Linked DNA regions of Anas platyrhynchos: region 2 is linked to region 1. The links are chromatin contacts, called in public Hi-C maps. All regions are on one chromosome and are shown on one strand. Each heading gives the region's core, a stretch centred on a gene start, on an enhancer-like site or on the middle of the called end of the contact. The rest is flanking DNA. Distances are from core to core; before and after follow the strand shown. Region 1 has its middle 63 kb from the start of HEPH. Region 2 holds the start of LOC119717941.

Region 1 (2,700 bases), core at 115-2,614:
GTGGTGAGTACGCATTGCACCGCAGCTGACACCTCATCCGCATTCCAAGTGCTGGCTGTGTGGTGTGGTCTTTCACTCACCTATCCCTTTTGCCCCTCACACTTTCCCTGCCTGGAGGCACTAGTAGCATAAAACGTTCCAGCGCTCATCCGTACTGGAAACCATTGCAGAATTTACAGGACTGTAACTGCCAGATAAAGAGAATTACATTTGCCTGGGTCAGGCTGAAGGAAACTGAGCAAAGCAAATTGGGGAAAACAGTAGAGCTCATTTTTGTGTCTTGATGGTCAAAGCAGCTCTGCCTCTATGTGCTGGAAGCCTGCTTTGCCCTTGCAAAATGGATCCTGCACCTAAATCTGTCCTTTGTGAAGACTGTCCATTTTCTCTTACACCTGCCAAAATGAACCAGAGATAGTAGTTGTGTGGAAGAACAGACAGCCCACTTCCTCAAGTTCTCTGTCTTGGTGTCTCTGCTGTTTTGCTGAGGAAGGCAGCTACTGCTTGAAAAACACACCTGACGCTTACCTCTGTGCAGCAGCTCAGTGAGGTGACAGGTGCTTGACAAGAAGGCAACCTTGTGCAGACACAGAACATACCCTGTGAGCAGGCACCGGTCCATTCTGGGAGTCTGCCAGCATCTCTGCTCATAGAAGCTCAGGGAATAGAGTTGCTCTCCAAAACGCACTGTGCTTGGATGTACAACTGAGATGTTGGGACTGGGAGGGATGAGGCAGGCAGCTGGCTGTGATGGTTCTGATAATTGCTTGGTTGGGATGTTGACATGAACCAGCTTCCTAGGATTACTGCAATTACCAGGCCCTTCTTTGTCTTCTTAATCAAGTTCTAGCAGAACTGACTGTCAGCTAGAGCCGACAAAATAATACTAAAGGTCACATTTAGCCGGTAGGATGGCAATTCCCAGGGCAAAGGATTCAGTACTGCTGCTTTGACTTCAGTAGCTGTTATTCAGCAGGACTGCTCTAAGCTGCCTGGGAAAATGTCTCTGCCACTGCTCCACCGCTCCGTCTTCTGGGCTCCACGAGCGGGCACAAGCCTTTATTTGCATTATTTTTACACGAACTTTAAAAACAAAATCCAACCCCAGACTGAAAAGTCGCCCTTGTATTTTTCAGACCAGCAGCTCTTTCCCTGGAGAGATTGTAAGCCCAGGATTGCAAAGAATGTTCCCATGCAGTTCCCACAGCACCGCCCGTCATGGAAAAAGGGGCTCTGCCAAGCAGCCGGCCACCCGAGGCAGCGAAGGCAGCCGGACTCCTTCGGCACGCTCAGCGAGCAGCCCGCTCCGCACGGCACCGGCCAGGAGCCGCCCCGTGCCCCCGCGTAGCGGCCCCGTTAACGCACAGCCAGGGGGGGCAGCGGCTGCGCTGCGCCCAGAGCCGCGCTGCAGCCCGGCGCGGCGCGGGGCTCGCGGCTGGCGTTGGGCGGCAGCGCCACCCCGCGGCGGAGCGGGGCCCTGCCGCCCTCACCGCCCGGCCCCGCAGCCCTCGGAGCGGGGGCGCCTCGCGGTCGTTTCGGGTTCTCCCTCGAGATTTCAAGGAGCGCGCTCGTCTTGGGCCTCCCCTCCTGAAACGCTCTGTGAGCACCGGTCGGGTCTGGCCGCCTGCCGGTGCCCGCTCATCTCGCTACAGGCGCGCGTGCTTTTTCCACTGACCACCGCCAAGAGCCAGGTGGCAGCCAGAGGTGGGCCCTGTGTGCTTTAAGAGCTCTGCTGGATGTGCAGATTGTTTGGGGCATGGAGACAGAAGGAGGGCAATGGAAATACAATCCTAGAGGAGGCCAGAGCAATTAGTAATGTGAGCACGGAGCAGTGGCTTTGGGTGCAAAGCATGTTCCCTGCCGTGGAGGCACTTTCATGTATCAGTCACTCTAGATTTGGTCTCGTATCTACTAAAAGCTACAAATCTTTAGGTAAAGCCTTAATATAGCGCGTAGAAGTGATGCTCGGTAGAACAGTTTTAAGATTCAACATCCATATTTACCCAGTCTGTGACAGGAGGCCATGAGAACAGGCATGACCCTATTAAGACCTCCCAGCCTGCCCTGCAGACAGCCTACAGGCAGCCTAATCGCCTGGTGGCATCGTAACCTGCTCAGCAGGGTAATTGGTGCTCTGACACTAATACCTTGCTCAGGCAATGTGCTCAGATGGGCAATTTTGTGTCTCTCTTGGTGCCGAATGTGCAAGTTCACAGTCTGGATAAGGTTGTGTAAAATCACTGGCTGCTTAAAATATTCTTTTTATATAACTTGATGGACTTGTGCGATGCTCCATAAGCTGCTTGTAAAAGAGTCATTTTTGTACTTATATATTTGAACTTTTCAGACTGGGGTTTTCAAAAGTTCACTCACATCATGGGATAAGATTAAGCCATTAGGCTCAATAGAACTTCTTTTCATTTTCTATGCTGTTGCTTGAAGGAGTCTTTGATTCATATCTGAATGAGTAAATGATGTCAAACAACTCAGATGCTCTGGGAAAGGTGGAGAAATTCTTGATGACTACGTGCTGGCATTTCAGCCTGCATCCCTGCTGTGGGCAATAGCCTGAGAAACATTCCAGTGTGAAGAGATGTGCTGATGGAATTTCCCTGGCATGGAAAATGCCCTGGAATGTCTCAAGAACTCCTTCACACAAGGAAAGATGTGCTGGAAATAGATACTGGGTGCTGGAGATATTTT
Region 2 (2,717 bases), core at 136-2,635, 38 kb before region 1:
AAAGAACAGACTGTTCGAGGCCCTTGCTTTCTGTATCCGCAGGTAAAATAGATCACAGCAATGCTTTGGATTACACAGAAGGCATCAGCAGAGGGTCCCATTAGGAAAAGAAATGCTAAGGGATGTTCTGAAAATAGAAGACAGGAAGGAAAGGGAAAACCAGACATCAGTCTCAACTGCTCCAGTTAGGGCTTTGTAGGTAAAAGCTACAAGCACCCCCAGAACAGGCAGTAAAAGGTGCAATAATACTTCACTGGATTGTATGGATCTTTCCAAGTCTCTCTTGGTTCTGGGCACTCTCCAGCCCTTGGCAAGCACTATTAGTATTACAGCTAACTGCAGACCTTTTTTTTTTGTTTGTTTGTTTAACTGAACTTGCTATTTATTCCAGTGGAAACAGCCTCCAAAGAAAATTGTTCCACTCAGCTACTGTTTGTTCTGGATGATTTGTTCTCAGAATTTCAAACTGGCATTTTGAGTAATGTTTACGGTTTTCCCTTATTTTCCATTATTTCAGCCTAACTCCAAGCTAGTTCGATACTCTATTGTTTGCTTTACTGCTTTTAAAAGAATCACTAGAGGCAACTGCCACTCAGTACAGGCTGAGCATCTTTTCCCCACCAGCACGCTTTCTGCTTTGCTGGAGCCACCGCCACATGCTCTTCACACCACAGGAGACACGGGTCTCAAAACACGAGGCAGTAACACATGGGCTGTTTTGCCTGCCACGATGACCTGACACAAACGTAAAACTCATTCGACGGGTCTCCTGCAAAAGCACGGAGAGGCAAAAGCGCTGTGATTCTGCCACCACTCTGGAGAAGCCTACTGCGAACACGCCCCAAGCAAAACCGCTCTCAAAGCTGCGTGCTGCGGGAATTTTCCGGCTGTTTCCTTCCTGACCCGTCCCACGACAGACGGATCCCCGGCTCCACGTGCGCACCCGCACCCGAGCTCTCCCGCCTCCCCCTGCCTCCCTTCCCTTCCGCAGCCGGGCTGAGCACGCCAGCCCCTCGGCCTCCCCTCCGGCTGCCGGCGGCTCCCCCTGCCCCAGCGCCTCCGCGCCCGGCTCGGCGGACCCTCCGAGGCGCCCAGCGCCACCTACTCGAGGGACGCCGCCACCTCCGGGGGACGGGCGGAGACCCCCGCCCCAGCGGGAGGCCGGCGGGGGTTGCCGGCTCGGCGGAGGGCGGCCAGCCCGGCAGCGCTGGCGCCGCGGTACTTGCCTGGCTCCGCGCGGAGCCCGCGGCGCAGCTCGGGGCGCTGCGGCCGAGTCATGCCCGCGGCCGGGGCGCGACGCGCCGCATGGTGCACGGCGGCGGCGGCGGCGGGAGCTGCGCGCTCGGTGGCGGCGGCGGCGGCGGCGAGCGGAGCTCCGCGGAGCCGCGGGGCCGCTGCGAGCGGGGCAGCTCCGCCCGGCGCCGGCATTGGCCGGGCGCGGCGGCCGGGGCGGGCCGGGCGGCGGAGGGAGGGACGGAGGGGCCGGGCGGCGCCCTGCTCCTCTCGGGCACGGGCGGTGGGGGGACGCGGGGCTGGGGCTTGGCGGAGGTGGGAAAGCCCGTGGGATGAGCCCCGTCCTCGCCCGCTCGCCCGCCCGGCTGTGGGTGCCCGGGGGAACGACCCGGTCCTCCGCGGGCGAGCAGCCGCAGCGAGGTCTGCCGGCACTCCCAGCCTGCGCTCCCTCCAGAGAAACGCGACGAGTGGGAAAATTCACCCAGCGCGAAGAGCGTGGTGGGTTGGCATGTGCCAGACTCATCCTGCTGGGATGAATCCACCCATCTGCTTGTTCACCTGAGGGTCCTTTGTTTGCTCAAAGCACTGAGGAGAAAAAAAGAGAAAAAAAGGAGTCGTGCTGGAGGAAAAGGGCAGGATCTGCCTGTTGAAAGTGTTTCTGGGCAGGGTTTAAGCACAAGTTGTTGCAGGCTGGAAAACTACAAAGCAACGCAAAGAGAACCTGGCATAGAATGCAGGCTAGGAGATGTTTTTGCTATCCCCAGTGGTGCAGAAACTCACTTTTCACTGTGGGTATTGCCCAAGGGTGGAGTCAGGGGCTAAATATGGTGAAAAAGCTACACAGAAATTCATGCTAACAGATAGCTTTTGCGGGCATACTGAGCAGCAGAACCAAGAACTGATGGGGCCAGAGATGGTCATGTTCTTGCTCTGGAAAGCGGTTGTCCCTACAAGTCCAGGCACCTCAGCATAACTTTACAAGGTATTGCCAATTTCTTCCTTCACTTTCATGCCCAGATCTACCGGAATAGCCTTGCTCACCTGATTTTCCAGCTTCTAACACCAGTCGGCTTCCCACTTTGCTGTATCATTCCTTACATATTTCCATAGACAGTCCCCCAAAATCTGGCCCAACATAGCGGTCCATTCATTCCTTCGGGAGGAAAATTTTGGTTACAGCTCAATGGTACACATCAGTGTATTTGCAACCATCAAGTTGTAGCCATTTCCTCTGTATCGCATGATCTTCTCCTGACCCCCCCCCTCTTCCTCCTTCCAGCTTTCTCACCTCTTTCTTTTCAGGCTTTCCACTTTGCATCTTTTCTCCAGTTAGATTCTGGCTGTTTGGGTGAGAGACTGCAACCACAACCTACCAGTCCTACTTCTGTCTACAATCTATTGCAATACAAAATGGTCAGAAATTTTCCAGCGGAACTTTCCCTTCCCTTCCCTTCCCTTCCCTTCCCTTCCCTTCCCTTCCCTTC

The links. Hi-C and Micro-C count contacts between places; a contact is called where the count stands out from the background.
Region 2: a contact with region 1 is called in a Hi-C map of subcutaneous adipose tissue, with 4 times the contacts expected there. The contact joins the promoter of LOC119717941 here to the enhancer-like site in region 1. A contact is called at or near these places in 3 of 8 Hi-C or Micro-C datasets (skeletal muscle and subcutaneous adipose tissue).

The regions. Positions count from the first base shown.
Region 1 is chr10:24,817,390-24,820,089 of IASCAAS_PekinDuck_T2T, reverse strand. No RefSeq gene overlaps it. Among named protein-coding and RNA genes, the nearest start is that of HEPH, 63 kb to the right of the region's middle. Within about 2 kb of position 1,364, at least 5 of the 8 cell types and tissues checked have an H3K27ac peak or open chromatin away from gene starts, as enhancers often do. A contact at or near this core is called in subcutaneous adipose tissue, where this site is marked.
Region 2 is chr10:24,855,738-24,858,454 of IASCAAS_PekinDuck_T2T, reverse strand. LOC119717941 reads right to left here and starts at 1,385. Exons shown (of 15, transcript XM_038184637.2): 1 at 1,227-1,385.